7 separate regions of the Mus musculus genome follow, and regions 1, 2, 4, 5, 6 and 7 are each linked to region 3. A link is a contact called in public HiChIP or PLAC-seq, Micro-C and promoter capture Hi-C data. All regions are on one chromosome and are shown on one strand. Each heading gives the region's core, a stretch centred on a gene start, on an enhancer-like site or on the middle of the called end of the contact. The rest is flanking DNA. Distances are from core to core; before and after follow the strand shown. Region 1 holds the start of Cfap43 (cilia and flagella associated protein 43). Region 2 holds the start of Cfap58 (cilia and flagella associated protein 58). Region 3 holds the start of Slk (STE20-like kinase). Region 4 holds the start of Neurl1a (neuralized E3 ubiquitin protein ligase 1A). Region 5 overlaps Itprip (inositol 1,4,5-triphosphate receptor interacting protein). Region 6 holds the start of Itprip (inositol 1,4,5-triphosphate receptor interacting protein). Region 7 overlaps Gsto2 (glutathione S-transferase omega 2).

What was found. Promoter capture Hi-C pulls out the DNA fragments that hold promoters and counts their contacts. Hi-C and Micro-C count contacts between places; a contact is called where the count stands out from the background. HiChIP or PLAC-seq counts read pairs in DNA pulled down with a chosen protein or histone mark.
Region 1: a contact with region 3 is called in an H3K4me3 HiChIP or PLAC-seq map of neural tube, with 4 times the contacts expected there. The contact joins the promoter of Cfap43 here to the promoter of Slk in region 3. A contact is called at or near these places in 4 of 39 promoter capture datasets (the HPC-7 cell line, cranial neural crest, frontonasal cranial neural crest and 1 more), 1 of 15 datasets of contacts at CTCF or cohesin (the NIH/3T3 cell line), 2 of 484 Hi-C or Micro-C datasets (B cells and nephron progenitors), 8 of 115 datasets of contacts at active chromatin or transcription factors (the 230-238 cell line, bone marrow-derived macrophages, embryonic stem cells and 4 more) and 3 of 9 other capture datasets (adipose tissue, liver and pancreatic islet).
Region 2: a contact with region 3 is called in a promoter capture Hi-C map of the HPC-7 cell line. The contact joins the promoter of Cfap58 here to the promoter of Slk in region 3. A contact is called at or near these places in 5 of 39 promoter capture datasets (the C10 cell line, the HPC-7 cell line, HPC-7-derived erythroid cells and 3 more), 1 of 484 Hi-C or Micro-C datasets (CD4 T cells) and 1 of 9 other capture datasets (adipose tissue).
Region 4: a Micro-C map of embryonic stem cells shows a contact between it and region 3, with 5 times the contacts expected there. The contact joins the promoter of Neurl1a here to the promoter of Slk in region 3. A contact is called at or near these places in 3 of 39 promoter capture datasets (embryonic stem cells and liver), 7 of 484 Hi-C or Micro-C datasets (cortical neurons and embryonic stem cells) and 1 of 115 datasets of contacts at active chromatin or transcription factors (pancreatic cancer cells).
Region 5: a contact with region 3 is called in a promoter capture Hi-C map of the HPC-7 cell line. The contact joins the enhancer-like site here to the promoter of Slk in region 3. A contact is called at or near these places in 2 of 39 promoter capture datasets (the HPC-7 cell line and cranial neural crest) and 3 of 115 datasets of contacts at active chromatin or transcription factors (large pre-B cells, memory CD8 T cells and pancreatic cancer cells).
Region 6: a promoter capture Hi-C map of the HPC-7 cell line shows a contact between it and region 3. The contact joins the promoter of Itprip here to the promoter of Slk in region 3. A contact is called at or near these places in 2 of 39 promoter capture datasets (the HPC-7 cell line and neutrophils), 1 of 484 Hi-C or Micro-C datasets (CD4 T cells), 4 of 115 datasets of contacts at active chromatin or transcription factors (extraembryonic endoderm stem cells, memory CD8 T cells, microglia and 1 more) and 1 of 9 other capture datasets (adipose tissue).
Region 7: a contact with region 3 is called in an HNF4G HiChIP or PLAC-seq map of pancreatic cancer cells. The contact joins the enhancer-like site here to the promoter of Slk in region 3. A contact is called at or near these places in 2 of 39 promoter capture datasets (cranial neural crest and liver), 1 of 484 Hi-C or Micro-C datasets (embryonic stem cells), 2 of 115 datasets of contacts at active chromatin or transcription factors (effector CD8 T cells and pancreatic cancer cells) and 3 of 9 other capture datasets (adipose tissue, liver and pancreatic islet).

The regions. Positions count from the first base shown.
Region 1 is chr19:47,836,101-47,838,871 of GRCm38.p6, reverse strand. Cfap43 (cilia and flagella associated protein 43) reads left to right here and starts at 1,511. Exons shown (of 38, transcript NM_027559.2): 1 at 1,511-1,657. The coding sequence starts at 1,545.
Region 2 is chr19:47,936,449-47,939,392 of GRCm38.p6, reverse strand. Cfap58 (cilia and flagella associated protein 58) reads right to left here and starts at 1,681. Exons shown (of 18, transcript NM_001163267.1): 1 at 1,557-1,681. The coding sequence starts at 1,565.
Region 3 is chr19:47,578,632-47,581,455 of GRCm38.p6, reverse strand. Slk (STE20-like kinase) reads right to left here and starts at 1,437. Exons shown (of 18, transcript NM_001164639.1): 1 at 1,113-1,437. The coding sequence starts at 1,262.
Region 4 is chr19:47,177,403-47,180,305 of GRCm38.p6, reverse strand. It overlaps Neurl1a (neuralized E3 ubiquitin protein ligase 1A), which reads right to left and starts at 1,486. Exons shown (of 6, transcript NM_021360.4): 1 at 755-1,486. The coding sequence starts at 839.
Region 5 is chr19:47,900,944-47,904,166 of GRCm38.p6, reverse strand. The region is part of intron 1 of Itprip (inositol 1,4,5-triphosphate receptor interacting protein); the gene reads left to right. Among named protein-coding and RNA genes, the nearest start is that of Itprip, 17 kb to the left of the region's middle. Within about 2 kb of position 1,561, at least 70 of the 459 cell types and tissues checked have an H3K27ac peak or open chromatin away from gene starts, as enhancers often do. A contact at or near this core is called in the HPC-7 cell line and pancreatic cancer cells, where this site is marked.
Region 6 is chr19:47,917,758-47,920,908 of GRCm38.p6, reverse strand. It overlaps Itprip (inositol 1,4,5-triphosphate receptor interacting protein), which reads left to right and starts at 1,586. Exons shown (of 2, transcript NM_001362458.1): 1 at 1,586-1,785.
Region 7 is chr19:47,867,420-47,870,472 of GRCm38.p6, reverse strand. It overlaps Gsto2 (glutathione S-transferase omega 2), which reads right to left. Exons shown (of 9, transcript NM_026619.2): 2 at 713-787; 3 at 150-264. Among named protein-coding and RNA genes, the nearest start is that of Gsto2, 3.2 kb to the right of the region's middle. Within about 2 kb of position 1,317, at least 27 of the 459 cell types and tissues checked have an H3K27ac peak or open chromatin away from gene starts, as enhancers often do. A contact at or near this core is called in pancreatic cancer cells, where this site is marked.

The sequences.
Region 1 (2,771 bases), core at 262-2,761, 260 kb before region 3:
TTCTGCTCTACCTCAGCATCATTCTTGTTATTAAACACTGATGCTGTGGATTATTGCTTCAAAGGTCTTCCTCTTTTTTCTCTCTCTCTTTAAAATCCCCCTTTCTTTAACCTACTTGAACACATCCATAGTTCATTACTGTAGGGTAAAAAGGGCAATAGAAAGAACACTATGACCCTGACTTGACCCCAAGACCAAGGCCAAGAAAAAGAATCCCACCAATCCCTAAGCTTGCCACAATATCAGACAAAAAAAAAAAAAAAATTCCACCAATCCCAGGCCACCCTGGAAAGCCCAGCAGCCATGAAACCCTACATAAAAACCCTACCTTATGCTCAGTTGACAGCTGCTTCTAGTCCAAGCATTGCATCCACCCTCCTGGGTTTCCCCTCCCAATAAATCTCTTGGGTGAGGTTTGTTGTAAAGTGTGACAAGGTGGTATTGCTTGGTTCCCAATTGCCAGGATACCTTTCCTATCAAAGCTGTAACATTTTCATTGGTGAAGCCCTGCCCTGCCACTGTAACAGTTACAGTGATGGAGTGAACATTCCCTAGACCAGGCTCAGCCATTTCCAACATATTATTTCCTTTCTTTCTTTTTCTTTCTTTCTTTCTTTCTTTCTTTCTTTCTTTCATCCTGTTTCTCTTCTTCTTCTTCTTCTTCTTCTTCTTCTTCTTCTTCTTCTTCTTCTTCTTCTTCTTCTTCTTCTTCTTTTCTCCTCCTCCTCCTCCTCCTCCTCCTCCTCCTCCTCTTCTTCTTCTTCTTCTTGTATAGAATAGAGTTTATTCAGGCCATGGGAAGGGGAGTTAATAGAGTAGTAAAGGCAGAGAGAGAGGGAGAGAGAGAGAGGAGGAGGAGGGGGAGGAGGAGGGGGAGGAGGAGGAGGGAAGGAGGAGGGGGAGGAGGAGAAGGAGGGAGAGGCTGGTGGGAGCGGGGAGGGAATGGGGAGCCCAACTTTTTTTTTTTTTTTTTTTTTTTTTTGGCCAGGTGGGAAGGAAGGAACTGGAAAAGGGGAAGAGAAACTCAGGGAAGAAAAAGGATTAGACAGGACAGAGGCAAGGGGCTAGGAGAGAAGAGCATAGCCTATCACCCACCAGATTACTTCAGTCTGCCTCCTTGCGCTCACAGAGGAGACACCTGAAGGGTTGTTAGGCAGCCATTGTGCCCCTCACCCTTTGGATTCTGACTTGGCTTTCTGCTCACTGGGTTCCGAGCAGGCTTAACCGGTGCAGGGAAATAAATGAAATATTTCCGGCGTATAGATAGGAGTAGCATGGCAGCATGCAGAATTAATAACCGTCTTGACACTTATTAATACTGAAACTATTTGCTGAGGCAGAAGCACTCCAGCATCCACGACCCAGGGTCCCACCGCTCGGCTTCGCTCGCCGCTCGCCCATAGGCGGCGCCCGCCAGCCAATGGGCGCGGGGTTCCCGGTCTCCAGGATACAGGTGTAAACAGTGGCATCTTCGCGGGCTTCTTAGCCTGACCCGGCCGGGCCAAGGAGTAACGGCCGCAGCCCCGGGTGCGCTGGGAGTCGGCATGTCGCAAGACCCGGAGCGCGACGACGTCACTGCCTCTGCCACTGCCTCTGCCTCAGCCTCAGCCCCTGCCTCTGCCTCTGCCCACTACTCCGGATCCTCCCTGTCGGTGAGGTGCGGCATCGCGGCCGCAAGGGGCTGGAGGGGGAAACCCTGCCAGGACCCCTGCCCCTCGAATCCTCCAAGCAAACTCGCTCTGCTTCTCACTCCCCACCCCCACCCCCGCAACTCCTCCCCACCCCCGGCTCCGACCCTGTGCAGCCTCTTCAGTTGGACCCCTCGGTCGGTCTCCTGACCAAATGACCAACCGGCCCTCAGTTTCCCACCTCACCACATTGCTCTCCTGCTAAGGGACCCTCACTTGTGTGCCCGGTATTCCTCTCCCCCACCTTCTGTTTTTGCATCCTCTTCCTGCCTCGGTGGTACTCAACCCCAGAGCTCCTGCAAACCCATTCAGCCCTCCTCTTCATCAGCGTCCTCTTAGGCGATTCCCTCCCTTCTAACTCCTTCCTTCTCACTCCGGATTCCTGTGCGCAGTTGCTGGGCCTTAGACATCTGGAAGAGCTAACTTTTCTGTCCCTCCACGTTCTGAAGGATGGCTTACAGTTCAGGGTCCCCTGTCACTGCTGTTCTGTGTCATGGGAGGAGATGGGGGACAGACTCGGAAAACATGTGCCCTTCACTCTCTTTCCTCCACTTTCAAACATATCTTTAATATTTAAATAAAATGGAATTTTCCTTATCTCAGACTTTCCTTCCACCATATACCTACCACACAATCCTCTCCTAAAATGGACCTCTCACGTTCTAACTCCTTTGCCCTCGTGTCTTCCTTGTCCTTATGTGGATTTTTAGGTCTAAAACAGAGCCGTGCATTCTTCATGTGTGTAAACTATAAGCAAGTCACGTACGTGGCTTACAACTATAGAGTGTGCTGTCTTACTCAAAGCGGTTTTAAATTTGTTTAGTTGATTTTTTTAAGTGATTTTGAGTTTAGTTTTTCAAAAAACAGTCAAGAGAAAAGAACCCTGGATACACTGTTTTCTACAATTTCCTTTCAACCTAGTGAGCCATGTCACAGGCCAGAGACCTATTGATCTTTGCATTTCTTTTATATATATAGAGAGATTTATTTATTTATTATTATGTATATGTGTATATGCGTATATACGTACACTGTTGCTGTCTTCAGACACAACAGAAGAGGGCATCAGATCTCATTACCGAT
Region 2 (2,944 bases), core at 432-2,931, 360 kb before region 3:
TCAACACTTGATCAGCAGCCTAACGATTTGTTTGCACCCAGGTTCTCCCTGTGCACCTGGCACTTACTGCAGGAATGGAAAAAATATCAAAAAAAAAAAAAAAGAATATGTTAAAGAAACTTTTGTGAACAAAAGAGATGTATTTTTCTGTTGTCGCTTCAAAAAGTATTCTATTAAAGGCAAAGAGAAAACAAAACTCTAGCTCTGACCAATGGGCAGTTGGTATCTTCTACATTGTGGCCAAGTGGGTATTTACAGGGAGATCAACATGAAGTGCTACGAGGAACTGTGACATTCCACCATTCATCTACCTAGAATGTCTGCCACATGCCGCCAAGTGCTCTGGGCTCTGCAGGTCATCAGCTTGTCCTGCAGACAACAAGTTTTCCAGGGAGGAAAACATGGAGAATGAAGAACAATGAACTGAGAAGAGGACAGTGAGAACCAGAGAAAACACAAAGCAAAGCAAAAGAATGAGGAATAAAAATGAGAGCAAGCAGAACCAAGAAGCGAAGATGGGAAGTGAAGAGTCATGAAAGAGACCAGGTAGTGGGGAGCGGTGATGTGACCACAGTCTCCCGGGACACTGAGTGATGGCAACTGGGAGCAGGGACAGTGTGGGGGGATAAGGAACGATGGGGGTGGAGCTTACAAAGGCAGAGTTGAGGTGGAGGAGATGGAATGGTGAGGAGATGCAAAGGCAGAGAGAGGACAAGAAGCAATTGGGCGGGGCACGGTTGTGCTAGGAGATGTTGGGACCGGGGCTGGTTTCATGGGTGTGGGCCCAGTCACTCACTCAAGACTTAGTACTCAGAAGACTTCTACCTTGGTTAAATTCTCTGCTGTCACAGCTTAAAAGTCTTAGTAATTTTAAAAAGCTTTTCATTTTACTCTGGAACTCACAGATTATACAGCTGATACTGGCTGGAAATGGTATATAATAGGTAAGGTGCGGGTGCACTCTGATAGATCGGTGAAGAATTTAAGTAAGACCAAGATAAATGAGAACTCTGCATGTCAAGTGATGGCAAGGATGTAGGGCTGTCGAGGTTATAGATGAGAGGGCTAATGGACAGACAGGTTACTGAAGGATGCAGAAGTCAGCCCTCATCAGTGCAGCTGAAGATGAAGTGTCCAGTAACACAGGCGAGAGACGGGGCTGCGGGATGTTAACACGGGGTCAATGAGAGCACAGGGCAATGACAATGAGCTGGAGGGCCGTGATGAAAGTGTGACAGCTGGTGATCATGTGTTAGGGGATCAGGGCGCGACAGGTGGAGAGGTTAATGAGGAAAGTAACAATGAGACATTTTCAATAACATCTCTGCTGCGGTATCAGTAATCGCCCGCAGTTCAGACTGCCAGTCACGGTCTGCGAATTCATGAAGAGAGGAGAGGTGGGACAGAGCCACGAGAGAAAAAGCGTGAGGATGCATATAGCAGGGGTGCTTGTGAAGGAGGATCAGAATTAGTGAGTGTAACAAAGGATGAGTTCCAGTAGGAAAGAGATGACAGGAAGAGAACCAAGGAGAAAAAGAGGGGCTCTGACTCCTGACCTCCGTCATCCTGACGCTGTTTGGAGGCGGCCTCAAAGGCTGCCGAGGAGATCAGAAAACTGGGCTGGAGTCTGGAGAAGGGGCTGTGCACTGCCCCCAGTGTCTAAAAGGGCGACACGTTTTTCTGATCGCCAGCCCGGGCGCCGAAATCCGGCGCTCGGTGCGTCTTCGGTCGCCTGGCAACCGCCACGCCCCCTGCCGCTGAGGCAAAGCACAGGTTCGAAAGGGGCGGAGCCCCGTAGGTCGGTACCCGGCAGTGGTCCGCAGAGAAATATGCAAATATATCCTGAAGGGGATGGAGCCAAGGAACCGTGCCCCTGAGAGGCATAGCAGAATCCCCAGACTCAAGAAACCAGTGCACTGTGAATGCATAGAGCTGGGATGGATAATCAGTCTTGTTCGTGAAATGTGGTTTTCTTTCTCTTTATCGCTAGCCCTATTTCCCAACCCTCAAATTCAGCCACAAAGATTGTTAATAAGTGCTTGTGTGCTCAGATATGTATTTTTAAAAAAAATCAATCCCATTTTCTCGTGTGTTTTTATTAGTTTGCTAATGAACGTTAGAAATATGTTCTTTTCTCACTGGGCAGCGTTCTTTTCTAGGGCCTAATTTTATTGCACTGGTGTCCGTTGCTTCAGACTTCTGCTTGGCATTTCAAATTGAAGACCCGACACATGTCATTTCCTTCCTCAAATGTTGAATAACAAGGCTGCCTCCAATTCACCAATCACCACCATAGCCATTGTTGACTGGTGTGCATTTTACGGACCTATATATAAATTCCCCTGTAGGAGATATTGATGAGCGAGGTTGTGCATAGGGGAATCCTAGGGGACATCATATTAGAACACGCATGTGTGTTCTGCAAAAGAAATCTCACCGAAGGGCCACTGGGGCTAAGACAACCTCTCCTCTCCTTTTCCATGTCCCTATTGTAAGATGTATTCTTCCACTTCACCCACTACACATAGGCAAAAGCTCTGTTCCGTAGCAACTCGTGAACCTAAGACGCAGTGACCACGTGACTATCCGAAGCGTGTACCTTTTCCTGCCTAAAAGTGGACTCTGCTTTCCAACAGCAAAGGTGCAATCCCTTAATGGCACTGCCCTATATATGTTGTACCACAGCGAATGTCCCAGGTTCTGCACCCATCCGGCGTTTACTGAGCATCAAGCAAGGGCTAGACAAACATTAGTTCATCTAATTAGGCAATTTTCAAATTCTGTCAATGGGCTGGAAGAAGCAGAGGCACATTTTGCTTTTACTTTCGCTTCCTCCACTGAAGAAATTGAGCATTTTTCTTCCTATGAACACGAGCTGCTCTGGGCCTCCCTTCTGTGAGCTTCCCTGTTCATAACCTTTGCCAACATTTTTATCCCTGTAAAT
Region 3 (2,824 bases), core at 188-2,687:
ATGTGAACAAGATGTTCTGAAAACACATAGAGCAAGCAATCAAAGTGTGTCTTTCAGACTGGATTAAAAAAAAAAAAAAAAAAAAGACCAGAATTTTGACAGAATGCATTCAAGGCACGCATTACAAGACAAAGTGTGCTGTGCTTAGAAAGTAGAGGACATGCTTTCGACTGAATGGAATTAAAAGTAAAAAGACACTACTACATATGGGCACAGAGGCCTGAGTTCAAGGCTACACTGAATCATGGTGGCCATGAACTGTCTGTGAGCTTCACTGTCTCCCTCCATGAGCAGGTGGACACTGCCACTTCTCAGGACTTTTATACGATACAAATTATGTGAGAATGGAAAGTCTTGAATCTATGTTTTCAATTCTAGGCAACCAGTGGGTCCTACCCCTAAACTGTGGCTCATAAAAACCTCGCCCTTCAGGAAGTAAATATTCCAATGACATCATTCATATACTTCCTAGGACAGGGTAAACAGTTAACATTCACACCTTTGTGTAGAAACATCAAACCTCTATTGAAATACATAAATACTCGTGTAGTTTTCTGATTCCTCAAGCACTGGTATTGCCTTCTAGCCAATGCTTATCGAATTTCAAAACTAGGATGAAATGAAGATCTCCTGGAAATGTTGTCAGAAATTCCATCCCATGTGGCCAAGCAACCAACTCAAGAACGGGCTCCATGCTGGCCAGGCACCTTTTGCTCGTTTTATCTGAATTATACATACTGTCCCCATCTCCAAAAAGTTACCTGTTTCATGCACACATGCAAACGCCACTAGTAAACAAACATCAGCACAGGGAGAAAGAAGCTAACGAGTTTCCGATTTTAAAAGACTCGAGGGCCGGGCCGCAACCACCCGCTCCTCCCATTAAATTCGGAAGTTTGACAGGGTTTAGACTGCAGACCCATCACTCCTGAAACTGCATCCGGCCCCACGGTATTCCGTAACGGCTTGGATGCTGAGCTGAAGTTTCAACCTACAAAGCCAAGGAGCGGGCAAGTCACGGGAAGGGCTGCTGGGGTGAAGTCCTCGTGCCACTCCGGACAGGCGGCCGTTTCATCTCCTCCTAAGCCAACTTCCCGTTTTCCCCCTCTTACCTTATAGACTTTCCCGAAGGCTCCGTCGCCCAGTTCTCCAATAATCTCCCAAAACTCTTCGGGGTTCAGGTCTCTCTTCACGTGTTCGTACTGTTTCTTCTTCTTCTCGCTCCCCAACTTGAAGATCTTACGGAAATTGAAGAAGGACATTTTTCCAAGCCCAGCAGAGCCCCTTGCCCTTAAAGGGCTAGGAACAATAAAAGGCAAAGTTTGTGGCGCGTCGTCTCCCGCGCGAGCCCGGGGTCCGGGCCGCTCCCGCCGGGCGCTCCCCGGAGAAGGCGGGGCGCCGACCGGGCTCCGGCCCCGGAGTGGGGCGCGCGGCCGCCGCGAGCCGGGACGGGCCGAGCGGCACGGTGGGCACCTCGCTCGCGGGCCCCGGGGGCTGCACCTGCCCCGGCGCTCGTCCCCGGCCCGCACCGGGCCGCACGGGTCCGAGCGGCGCGGACGCCCGCGGCCCGCGGCGCCTTAGGCCCGTGTCACCGCGCGTCTCCCGGGGCGGCGGCCGCTCCGGACCCGGGAAGCGGCCGGCGCCCGGCAGGCGCGTAGCGGCGAAGCCAAGCTCTCCCGCCGGGGCCCCACGTCTGCTCCGAAGCGTCCGCTCCCACTGCGCGACACCCGCGCGTCCCCTCGGCTCTGGGGCGCCGCTGCCTCGCTCGTCGCCTCAGCCCACACAGCCTCGGCCCGCAGCGCGCACGGACGCCGACGCCGTCTCGCAGCGCGCCCGAGCTCCTCGGCCGCGCGCGCGCTCGCCCGCGCGGTGACGCGCCCCGCTCCCCGCGCGCTCGCGAGGGCGTACCCTCTGGCCCCGCGCACGCGCGCTGGCTCCGCCGGGCTGGCGGCGCGGCGGCTCGGTGGCGCCTGCGGCGGGAGGTGTGGTGGAGGCTTGAGCGCTTCCATCCTCCTCGAGGGTTTTGCGTTGACCTCTGCGAGCCCGAGCCGGGTGGCTCCACGACGTCGTTGGCCAGGTCTCCTTCGGCGCGACCCTGTTGATTGCGCTGGCGGATGTTGCCTCATTCTGCACAAGGGGGACGCGGGAAAGCAGGCTATGCTTGTGGGTGCCTGAAAGTGCACTGTTTCCGCTTCGGAACTCATACAAGAGTCCAGGGAGAGGGAAAGCCGGGAGCCTGGGCTTTGAGCCATAGTTCAGTGACTTTGAATACAGCATCCGAGTCCCCATTCCTATGATCTCCATAGTCCTTACTGAAACGTTGCGGCATAGATCAAAAGAGACAATAAATGGAAACCCTTTGCACAGGGCTTGCACCAGCAAGTGCACAATATTTACTCAATATGAAGGTAGTGCAAACATAGGTTGTAAAAAAAAATTGTTTAAAAGGTAGGTGTGGTGGAGCCCTGGGGAAGCTGCCAACGAATGATAACGAGTTCGAGACCAGCCTGGGCTACAGAAAAAAGCCCTGTCTCAAAAAATAAAAAGGAAATTGTTTAAGATCGGCTTCTGGAGTGGTGACACTCCCTTAAGGATAACCTCTGGGTCACCTCCACAGCCAGAAAACTGGTGCCGCCCTTCCTGAGTCTCACCTGAGCTAATCCAGCCGGGGATTCCAGATTTGCTGGGGCTATGTGGGTGTCGCCTGGAGTCTGTCAAATGATTTACCGTCCCCCTCCTCCACCTGACAGAAGCCCTTTGGGGAGGAGGGGGGCGGGGAGGCAGAGGCGGGGTCACCCATCAAGGTGACCAAGAGCAGGGCCAC
Region 4 (2,903 bases), core at 237-2,736, 400 kb after region 3:
CCAAGCAGCATCTTCCAAAGGTCAGAGACATGTTGGAAGCTGGAAGGCCTGGGGCAGAGCCTCGGGCCTCCCCCAGAGGGTGCTGGATGGGCCATAGACAGCAAACCCTCCCGATAACGTTCCATCTGTTTGGAAGCTCCCTTCCCCTCTTTCTAGGGTTCAGACCAGATACTTTGTCTTTGGATGCACAAAACAAACAAACAAACAAATAAACAAACAAAACCAAACAACCTGACTCAGACGGTGCAAAAGATCACCCACTTGCAAAGACCCCGGGAGCACGCGTCTGCCCTTCTAGTCCTGAATCTCTAAGACCCTCTGCTTGGAAATGCAACTAGTGCTTCCAGCGGGATCTCCCCCAGCCCTAGGCAAATGCAAAAAAGACCACAATGACTCTCTTGGGAGGCTCATCTGGAAAAACCTAGGTTTCCCTCCACACTGCCCTATCCAGCCGGCAAATGTTTTTCCCACCTCTTCTCACCGCTTAGCATCACTGGAGGGGACTCCAGTGACGTTGCCAGGGCAGATAAGGAGAATTGCGCAGACCCCCACCGACCGCCATCCTCCCTCATCTCCACCATCAGCACCGGTCAGCTGCCACCACAGCCCACCTCCACTGTCAGAAGCGCCTCTCCCGCCCTCCAAATGCACACAACAGGTGGCACCTGCCGGTCGTCCCCAACCGCACCCCTGCCCACCACTCCACCTGCGCCGCAACCCTCCCTGCAATTGCTCCCCGGTCAGCGAAGCCTACCTTTGAGGTTCTGGGGGTGGCCCCGCGACGCGCGGCTCGGGTTTCCTCGCTGCAGAGAGGAGACACTGGAGAAGTTGTTACCCATGGCATCGGCCCCCCGGGGGTGCTCCGGCGGGAGCCAGGCAAGGCTGGGCAGGAGCGGAGGAAAGGTGTGCAAGTGTGTGCGCGCGCGGGTGCGCGCTGCCAGGGGAGGGCCCTGGCGGGGCTGCGACCGGGGGCGGGCGGTTTGCTGTCTCCGGCTCTCCCTGGGCTTGGCGGTCTTCGCTCGGCGGGTCCTGCCCGCCGTGGGGGTCCTCGCGCCACCCGGCTACCGGGCTCCCATGCCCCGCGCCCGGGGCGGCCCGGCCCCTGGGCCCCGGCCCGCGGCGCGAGCCGCTGCGCTCTGCCTGGTGCTGGAGCTCGGATTCCGGCTGCGGGTGGGCGGCGCAGCGGCGGCGCGCTCCCCGCGGGCCATAGAGTCGGGGCTCGGCGCGCGGCTGCTCGGAGGCTCGTCGGCGGGCTCGGTCCCCGCCCGCGGGGACGGCCGCGGCGACGTGCGTGGCGCCCTCCCGCCCGCGGGTGAGCTTGCAGCGCCCGGCTCGTGTGGACCGCCCCCGCTCCCGCCAGGTCCCTCCCGAGGCCGCCGCCCCCAACCCCCGCCCTAGCGTCGCCAGGACTCCGGGGCTCCGGTTGTTATGGCGACAGCTGCGCAGGTTAATGAGCGTCTTAGTGACACGCGCGCGCCCGCTCTGCCAGATGTGGGTCTCGGGGCGCGCCGCGTTCCCGCTGGCTATAAGTTCTCGAAGGCGCGCGGGACCCAGGGTTGGGGGCGGCACTGCTCCGGACCTGACGTCAGGAATAGATGGGAGCTTCGGAGGTTGAGCGTCTCCCTGTCCTGGGACATAGAACCTGAAAACAAGAGGAAGAGGACCGCCACAACGCTGGGAGCCCCGGAGCCAGGGCGTGGCGAGGTAGCCCTAATGGAGGCTCCCTAGCACGGGATTCAGGGCCTGGCACGTGTTAAAACGCTCAGGAGTGAGTGGATAATGAATTAAGACAATTGAGATCAGGAATACAGTCACCTCCCCTTCGCTGTAGTTGGAACTTCCAATCAGAACCCCAGTCAGACCATTTCCTGACTGTTCAAACATCCTTTGCATGTTCAAGAACGGAGAACCACAAGACCAGAAGCAAGCCGATGGGACCCAGCTCAGGTACAAACCATGAGAGAGATATCGGTTCCAAGTTGAATTATTCTGTCAGCTGGAAAACTAAGAGATTGGGGAAGGGATAGAGGGGGTGCTATAGCCTATAGTAGACCAAGGTGGCTTCCTCGAGGAAGGGGGCAGTCTGTAAATGTCCTGTTCACGTGACTCTTCCATCTGTGTAGCTCAGCACTGCTACCTGCAGGAGGGACCAGGAAGTCATCTTGGATCTGGGGCGGTTATTTCTCCCAGTGTATCATGGGGGAGAAGACAGTCCGTCTGTCCATCTCACACCTTCATCAGCCTTGCTGCTTCTCGGGGCCATCGCTCACTCTAACCGGACTTTCCCAACTCGGATCCAGAGTGAGCCCTGGGTCATGAGTGGGACACAGACATCTCCTCCATCCTTTTCTGGAAGTTTCTCCATAGGACCCATCCTCAATGTGTAGGCACAGCTCTTTCCTGACCACCCCAGCTAAGCATCTCTGCCTCTCTCTATCATTCTCCATAGGGTCATCCCATTCTCTTCGTGGCTTTTATATGACTTTGCCTAAAAGTAGCCTTTTCTGCTTGGTTAGATTCGGCTTCTCTTGATAGAGAATAAGCTTGCTGAGGGGAGAGTCGGCCAGCCACTTTCCTCACAGTGTTCTAGCTCCCAGGGCAGGGACATGCGGATTCTCAGAAGTATTTGTACAGTGAATGGATCCCCATGCCTGCCAGCAGTAAAATCCTACTGTGATCTTTAGACATCATCTCTGATCCCCTTTAGCCCCCTGTCCTGCCTTTTACTCTCCTCTGATTGCACATGTTATATCCTTAAGTTTCAGAGACTCCAGGCAAGCTAGAAATACCTGTGAAAGGTATGCTCTGGTGTTTGAGGAGAAAGACAACCAGGCCCCCAGTCCCAGCCCCAGCCCCAAGCCTCTGGGGTGCCTGGGATCAGGTGCTGACTGGCTACAGAATGG
Region 5 (3,223 bases), core at 312-2,811, 320 kb before region 3:
TAAATTCTGACTTTCTTTGTATTGGCTTTATTTCCCTCACACAGCTGTGAGCCCTATCATCTGGAATTGGAAACTCTGTGACTAGGCACACAGTAGGGTTCAACACGGTCAGGATAGTCTGCTCTTCTTGATTCCTCTCTTGAAGGGTCTAGAACTTAGACAGTGCGGGGGGGGGGGGGGCAGGGGGTAAACCCAAGTAGTCCCCCACCCCCAGTCTACCAGCATCCACCTCCTTCACTCCACTCAGTGAGAAAGCCATCAGATGTTCCTCTTGGCTAGACTGCCTCTCCAGGACTGTGGCTGCTATTGTAATTAATTAGCCAAGCTAATTACATCTGACAGGCTGGAGACCTTGGCAAGCTCCAAAATCCAGCTGTGACACTGCGGGAGCCCCACCTTCCTTCTCCCCAGAGGATACCTCGCTTAGACACCTGGCTTTGGAATGGGTGTCCCTCAGACTTGAGCAGGGGGGGGGTGGGGAGGTCCAAGAACCACCAGGGAAGTTTGCTATAAACACGGGGTGCTGGTCTGTCCCCTGGCATTCCTGATCGGCAGGCACTGAAATGCATCTGTCCAGCAAGTCCCGAGGCAAGGCGGTGCTGCTCCTGGGAGCCTTGCAGAGTCACAATCCCAGAGGGAGGTACTCAGTCACCGACAAATGGCCTGAGATCCTTCAGTGGCTAAGATTAGAGTCATCCATCCAACTCCAGGTGGCAGTAGGATGGTGACGGGGCAGAAAGAGAAGGGCCCGGGCTTGTTACAGAATTCTCTGGAAGAAGGGAAGGGTGTCAATCTAGAGCCAGGGACCTAACCCCACCACCACCCCCACCAATATGGGGAGGGAGCTTCAAAGGACAGGGATAAGGCTCCTCTATGTGTTTTCGTGGCTGTAGTTCACTGGCCTCTTGTGCCCCGGTGACAGCGTGCTTTGTGGCTCTCTGACTCCCACGAGGACTGTAAGGTTTTCCCATCGGGGATGGAGTCTTGCCCATCATTGAGGATCCTGAGCGCCCAGCTGTCTCCCAACACTCAGGTGCTTTGTCGCACAGGCAGACGCAGGCAGAGCAGCCAGAATTCCGACTAGCTCTGACCTCTGGTGTCACGTGACTAGAAAGTCCTTTGAGCTTTGACAAAGCCATCTGTGAAACAGGGATCACAGCCACCTGTTGGAAGGCCATGGTAGTCACTGTGGACAGTGCTGAGCCCAGCCTAGTGAGGGCTCAACAGACAGGAGCTATGTCCAGTAGGGTTTGTTCACCAGAGCCATTGTGTGAATGCTCCAGAGGGCAGAAGTAAGAGACCCCAGTAAATAGGCACCTCGCGGTTCTCCTCTAGGGCCTTGGGCTTCTGACTAACCCCACAGAAAGAGCCTAGTAGAGTACCTGTCCTGGCCACCACATTCACCCAGACATCCAGAGGTCACCATCTTTCTCCAGCCTCTGTACCCCAAGACCTGGCCTTTTGCCAGGCTAAACTTAGCTATTTGAGCCACTCTCCCTGTGGGCTAGGCTGGGGTGGGGAGGAATTTAACAGACTTCCTGTCTGCTTCCTGGCAAGCAAGCAAAAGCCCACTAAATAACCCAGGTTTATTCCCGAAGCCAAGGCCTGCCAACAGATGTCACAAGCCACAGGTGTGGGTCAGTCTCTCTCAAAGCTGACAGCTTTGGAGCCAGCGGAGGCAGACATCCTTGGAATGGGGCGATGCCACCCTTTGGGGAACGGTGTTTGCACATGTAAGTGTGCATGCATGTGCGTGTAATTTTGGTTTCCAAGAGCTTCAGATCAGAACACAAAATCCTCCCTGCCTCCTTCCCCAGGACCTTCAGGGCAGGGGTCCCTATTAACTGGTTTGGGAGGCAGACGAGTAGAGACTTCAATTGCAGCTCTGGGTGGTAGGCACAGAATGGCTACAACCTAATCAGTATCGTGGCCTGGCTCTCCTATGCCGTCCCCAGGGCTCTACAGCACACATGGGGGTTAGCATGGGAAGGAATGACATCTGGGTTAGGATCCCTGGGCAGAAGGTGATGGATAAGTGGGAACTGAGTCAGCAGAGAGCCTCCCCACTCGCTGGAAGGTCCGGGCTCTGAAGGATTCTCCCCATTTGCTGGCGGTGGGGAAGGGACAGGGTGGAAGGAGCCCCGTGCCAAGGAACAGAAGTAGCAGTGGAGTGTTTTCTGCTGCCAAAGCATTTCCCAGTGTGCGTTCCTCCACACCCTGAGACTTGGGCAGGGCTGGTGAGAACACAGGCCTGTGGAGGCTCCTACCTGTGGGACACCTGCTCCATCTGTGCCAGGCACTTACCAAGCACCCGTATGCACTTGACCTCAGCATCCTTGCAAAGGGAGGGCTGCTCTGACCTCTTCAGATGAGGATGGGAGCCCAGAGGAAGTGAGTGGGCCACTTGAGGTCACGCTGCCCTGCCGGGGGTAGAGCTTTGCTCAAGGCCGGGGTCCACTGGCCATCTCCAAAGATGGACGCCTTTGTGTTTGCTGTGCTGTTTGCCTGGTATTTCTGACAAAATTCGTCTGTAGCCCTTATAGGTGCTGCCTGTGCCCTTCCAGAGCCCCCTGCAGGCAGGGGCACGTGTCTATTCTCACCTGTCACCGCTACTCTTTGATAAGAGCAGTTGATCAGTGGCCAGGACTTCACTAGGGCTCTAAGGAATCTCTCCTTATTCAAGCGAATGACACCAGGAACCTCTCTTCTCGTTTGACAGATGCAGAGATGGGATTGGAAAAGCCGAGTCATTTGTCCAAGGTGCCCATGCTTTTCCTAACAATTCTGTCTCTTCCAAGTGCTCTTAACTCCTGAACAAGGAGACTCGAGAGTCGGGCATCCTCTTGCAGGCACGAAGCTTTGCTTGGGTGACCTAGCTAAAGCTCTTGTATGGGGGGAAGAGAACCCTCCAGTCTGGGAATTAGTGTTAGTCACACTCCTCTACTGGTGGTATGTTCTCCCTCCTCAGTTGATACGGAAACTGATTCCTTCCTATGATGGGAGTTGCATGGGTTCAGCGGTGCCCAAAGGCCACTGCCTTGGAACCTCTTACGGTCACCTAGCTAGCTGGCTGCTGGTACTCCATTTAAAGCCCTGAGCCATGAGCCAGCATGAACCAACCAGAGTTCTGTCCTCGGGCCGTCCGGGTTGGTCATCCTCAACTGTTTCTGTGTTGAGGACAACATGACCACACTGTTTCTGCAATTACCCAGCATGCTTTTCC
Region 6 (3,151 bases), core at 337-2,836, 340 kb before region 3:
TGTATGTGTGTTTATGTATGTATATTGCACATATGTATACATGTGTATATGTGTATTTGTGTGTATGCATGTGTGTGCATGTATGTGTGTGTGCATGTATGTATTTATGTGTCTGTGTTGTGTGTGTACATGTGTAGGTGCATGAATGTGTGTGTGTGTGTGTGTGTGTGTGTGTGTGTATAAAATTCAGTGTGGCACATGAGTGAGATATAAGCTTGGGCACATGAAAAGAGGCCAGTCATGAAGGGCTTATATGGCAGGTTAGGATTATAGACCAAACTAGTCCCGAGAGTGGACAAGAGAACATTAAAAGCTCTGGGGTAAGATAATCAGGTTCAAACGACAAAGGAATGTAACAAATGATCCTTATATTAATAAGAGTATGCAGCTTGTTAGAAAACGCTGAAGTAGATTTTGCTGGCGGACGACAACCCCAGAGTGCATTGAAAGCACTAACCTTGACATTCCACACATAACACAAGCAACACACACACACTTCCCCCACCTGTTCTGGGTGTCCTGTCCATTGAACATGGAGACATTTTAGAAATACACAGCTCTTTTGAGAATGTTCCCCAAGGTTCCTTACCCTTCCCTGGCCCCCAAACTCTGCGATAAGAATCCCCCACCACCCCCAATCAGGAAAGGGGTGTGAGCAGCAGGCAGCCAAAGACTTAGAAGTACCCTGGGCCAAGGGCCAGGGTCTATTTTTAGGACATTCTCTCATTGTCTGTTTATCCCGCAAACTCAGCCTAAAGCGTTCAGGAGAGTGTCATTTGGGCTGGATGGAGGAGGAAAGCGAGGTGCTCCCAAGATGCTCCCGAGGTGCTCCCGAGACCAATGCCAGTAGTAAAGTGATCATCTCTAGACAGTGTTATTTCCTCAGCTTCTCCTAGGAGCTCCCGAAACGAACTGAAAATTTATTCCAGCCCTTTCCAGCCCCTCCCACCAGTTGTAGGAATGTGCTACTTCACAAAGGGAAGATTGTTGATATACTATTAAAGTTTTGTTTAAAGTATGAGTTCTACTGTGCTCTGTTCCAGCGCTTCCTGCTCTAAAAGCAATACTACATTGACAACTGGAAAACAGAGCGCCCCCTAACAGCCTCCGGTCATCTTCCTCCTTTGTGCCTTTCTCCCGCCAAGAGACAATGCGTACATTAACCAAAAAATTTAGCAAACTGTTTTAATCCAGTCACAATGCAAGAGGGACAGTGGTTCGCCTTGTGTCTCGTTTTATATTTTCCTCGAGGGACAAAATAGGTGGCCCCAGGAATTCCACCGGTTGTAAAACGCGCCACAGAAATGCGAGCTGACTAACAGCACCTTAACCCTTTACATCCTGCAGCCTAGACCTGATTTTAAGGACGTCCTTCCCGGGTCCCTTGTCTCCCTCTTTATTCCTCTCCGGCAGCCAGATCCTTCTCGTCAGGTGGCTCTCTAATTTCGCTGCCCTCTCTGGAGCATCCGAGAGACCCAGAGGATGGTCTCCGAGGCGGGTCCAGAGTCCCTTACCGGCAACCGTCACGGTCGTCCTTAAGGACCTCCGCCCGGCGCCAGTAAAGGCGGGTGTTTTGTTCTTATAAGGAGCAAAAAGTTTCCGTGACAACGCGGAAATGAGTAACTCTGTTGCCCAGTAAAGCTGGGCGGGAGGAGTCCAGGAGGCGGGAGCCGCCTTGGTCTAGTCGCCCGCATCCCTGGATCCCCGGCAGCCTGCAGACCCGGGACCACGACCCGCGCTTGGAGCGAGGCCCACTCGGTATCCCTGCGGCGGCCGCGGCCGAACGTAAGTGCGGGGTTCGACTATGAGGCTTTGCTGCCCCCACAAGCTGAGTGTGTGGGATGAAGGGCGCTCAGGGGACGGAGGATCCCCGTAGATGTGCGTGGGAGATCGTGACCAGGAGCTCTGAGGGACGTCTGCGGGAACCCTGGCCGGGACCGACCCCGGGAACTCTTTTAATGCACGCCCAGGAAGTGGGCATTATCTCCCTCATCACTCTCCGGGTGTGATGCACTGGGGTCTCTCTGCCCTCGTCTGCGCCACGGAGCCCCCAGTGCCTTCAGCAATCTGAGAGGCAGGCGGCTTCTGCTTCGGAGCCCCTAGCCGTGCCACGGGTTTGTGCCTAGAGCCGGGACCTTCCATCTCTTAAACCGTGTTGGGTAGCCGAGTCTCAGTCCTGGGAGAAAGGAACGGGAATGACGTTAGTTTCTTCATAGCTTGTCTTGACGCAAGGAGGTTGCTTCAGGCCGGATGAAGCCCCTGCCACTTCCTCTTTCAAGACTCCTAGTGAAGTAGACCCTGCACGTTTTTCTCTTGGGCTGTGTAGTCTATGCCCCATTCTCAAGGCCCACTCTGAGCCTCCCTCATTCTGGCTGACAGGTGAAGAGACTCAGAAGTTCCTAACCCCGATTCCCCGTACAAAATGGGAAAATAGTGACAGAACCAGGGAAGAACTACATTTAGCCTTTTGCCCCTCTACCTAGTATGAGACTGGTCATTCTTGCCAAAACAGAAGAGGCCAGATACTGGTACCATGTAAGCCAATGTCGGGTGGTTTTCTGTTGCCTTTCGGATTTCTTCTCTTTTACAAACTAGCTCTGTTTTGGGAGAGGCTACCAGCTGAACCCAACACAGCTTTGTGTGGCCACTCGTCCAGGTCAGCGGTGAGAAGGGTGACAGAGGCCGCTGTCATTCGCCTCCTGCCTGCCTGCCAGCCTGGTATGCCTAAGTGGCCTTCGTTATTTGCTGATTCCGTGTGAATGTCTGCTGCCCCAGGCATTCTGCCTTCAGATTTTTCCACTTGTGGGTAACCACGTGGTGGTTATATTCACTTTCTGCCTGGATCCCTGAGGAAGATGGGGAGCCCTCTGCTCACACATCTCCCTTTCTGTGGGTAACTTTCTTAGACGCAGCAGTTTAAGGTTCTGAAAGGGGGCAGAGACCTGAACTTTTAACCTGATGCCATCATCCCAAAAATTGTTAGCTCTCCGGGCCAGGAGAGAAACATAAAGGGTGTGTGGGTGAACTTTTTAATCAGAGGGCAAGAAGGTGCCGCACCTTCTGGGAGATAATTGCTCACTGTCTGCAAGATGCCTGGTTTTATGGTTTTCCCTTTTGGGACCCTCTGGGATTAGTGTCAGACGTAGTCCTG
Region 7 (3,053 bases), core at 68-2,567, 290 kb before region 3:
TGGGAGTTGCGCTAATAGCAAGGTGTGTCAATAGTTACTCTGTGTGAATTAGGAAACTGTAGGGATGTTTGAATCCATGCTTGGATTGAATCCATGCTTGAATTCAGTGCACAGGGATCGCCAGAAACCTGGTGCGGATGGGTTCTTGCCTTGCTGTGCTGAGGGAGCAGGCAGCTCACTTTCCACTGCAGCAGATGCAGGTCTCACAGGCAACTACTCCCCTGGAACTAACTCTGATAGAGACGGACAGGCTGGATGGTAAGACTGAAACAAGGAACACAAGAACCATGCCCTGTTAGGTAAGGAGACAGCTTCTGAGAAGACAGAAGTACCTTTTGTTAGGTCTCAAACCCGGGACAAACAGCAGAGGTGCCCGTGGACACCAGGTTTCCCCAGCAGTCCTCCTGGCTGGCACACCCACCCCCTACCCTAATCTTCTCTAGCCCAGGGACTATGCTGGGCTGCACTTCCCCCAGCTGCTTTCCCTATATGACCCAGCCATTTGGGGTACCCCAGCCTTCTTACCCGTTTGAACCTCTTAGCCTCTGCTCCTGGCTCTCCTCTCTCCTTCCACCCTCTCCTCACAGGGCCCAACTCAGTCAGCTGATTCTGTCTGCTCTGCACTCTCCCAGATGTTTCTGCCTCTGACTGTGCCTGCAAACTCCCCTATATCTATAGTGAAACCCTCCACCTCAGGAGCAGTCATGCCCACCTTTTTATTTCTTGTCTTTCATTCACCTTTCACATAAATACAGCAGATAACCGCCGAGGAGACCACACCCAGGTTCTAAAGAGAAAATAAAAATGAGTCATTACTGACCAGCTGGTGCTTGACTGGTCCTGTTTAACCCTTAAACTGGCCTGTACGTATGCATCCTACAGGATGGATTATCCCAATGGAAAGATGAATAAAGATGAATATGAATATACACACACACATATTCAATATATATACATATTCAATAGCCTCTAACTTTTAGAGATGCTTTAGGTTCACAACAATATAAAACAGAACATACAGAGGTACCTCACAGTCTCCCTACCTCCACATACAGCCTCCTATCTCTCCAGAGAGGCACCTACGCTACAGTAGATGAACATATATTGACACAGCACTCCCGGTCCACAATTCACAAAAACCACTCGGTACTGGTCAACTTGATCTCTACATCACATGTTATGATTTATATTTTGGTATTTTTTTCAGCTGCTTAAAACGACAGTCCTGAAAAGCATTCTTAGCACTTTGAGCTGCATAAAATTCAGCCAGCAGCCTGAGTTAGCCAGGTGGTTTTGATTTGGTCATTCATAGCTGTTTATGTTGCAATGGCTGAGATAGCAACAGTCAGGAAGGGAATTCTACTTGCAAACTGGGAGGTTCTATTGTGCCAGAAGGGCAAACATTTCCAGCTTTCCCCTCACGATTCACTCCTTCTAAAGGAATCGAAATCTGAGAACAGCAAATGTCATTTGTAACAGGTTTGCCTGAGCAAGCTGTTGTGGTATGTGGTATGGTCCTAAAACTTGAAGTCTGTGGCAAGGGGATCACAAATTTGATGCCAATTAGGGCTACAGAGTGACCACTGTCTCAAGATAAAAAGTATGTCTGTAATATGGGAGGTCACGTTTTGAGATACAAGTCTATTTGGAGAAGTTAGGACAAAGGTAGAACATATTCTCCACCTATGGGAGGCAGTACAATGTCAGGAGTCTCAAAATGGGCCATGGAACCAGATGGGTTGTGAGACCTGCCTTGGTCCTTGGGCACAATGCTTAGCCTCTCTGCCCTCCATCTTCCTTGTTTAAGATGACAACCACCAGTGTGTATATGATGGTTTTGACTATGGAGTGAAATTGTGCGGAGTTCTATCTCAGTGACCCTCAAAATTAAAGAGAAATACTAATGAGTAAGAAGGCATTTTTATAGCATGATGCCTTCCCATTCTGCACCCATGAAGAGACACACATTGCAATTCAGCTTGCCGGGCATATGAGAATTAGAATCTAACTCACCACACTATTTCCCCCGTTAACAGTTTAATGCTGGCTGAGTGTGCTGAATGCTTCAGGCTACATTTCAGTAATGTGATTTTTTTTAATCTCTCGAAAGATCACAACAGTTTTCCCAGAAGGATTTTAATCATGACCTTTAAGCTTGTTCTCTGCTTCCTCTTAAAATTTCAGTAGGTAACTCCTAAGTGGTTTTTTTTTTTTTGCAAATGTTCCATCTATGCTATCCCGTGTTTGCATCTCTGTTATATTGACCAACTCAAGCACAAAACAATTTTAATAAGGTCATGGAAATCTATTAGAAATAATTTTTCAGACATCTGAAATATAATCATATCCACTGTTTCTCTGTGTGTGAAGGTACACACACACACACAGACACACACACACAGACACTCAAGGTGTGAGCTTGGATGGCAGAGGCCAGAGGTCTTTTGAGATGGGGGTCTCACCTTCTTACCTGGAACTTGCTGATTCGGTTGAGCTGGCCCCAAAGCCCCAGAAACCCACCTCAGCTTCCTCCATGGCACTGGGATTACAAACCCGGGCCACCACACCAGGTCTTGTTTGTGCGTCTGGGGTTGGAAGTCAGGTTCTTGTGTTTGTTCAACAAGCACTTTACCCACTAAGTCATCTCCCCAGTCCCTGAGCTGCTTTTCTAAAAATAGAGGAATCTCTGGTCATGGTGATTAATGATGTATGTATTTACAGAATGGAAATAATTTCTTCACTCGATTTCAGTTTGTTTTAAGGAAAGGGGGGCCTTTCTTTCTTCCTTTGTCTTTTTTTTTTTTTTTTAATGTAATTCTGGCTGTCCTGGAACTTACTCTGTAGACCAGGCTGGCCTCAAACTTAGAGACCCACCTGCCTCTGCCTCTGCCTCCCAAGTGCTGGAATTAAATGTGTGCACTTTTATGCCAGCTTGAGTTGTTTGTTTGTTTGTTTGTTTGTTTGTTTGTTCGGCTTAAAAAAACCTTTTGGTCACAAGTCTAATATTAGCAGATGCTAGATTATGATTGTATTTGTCTCTTTGAATGCCCACT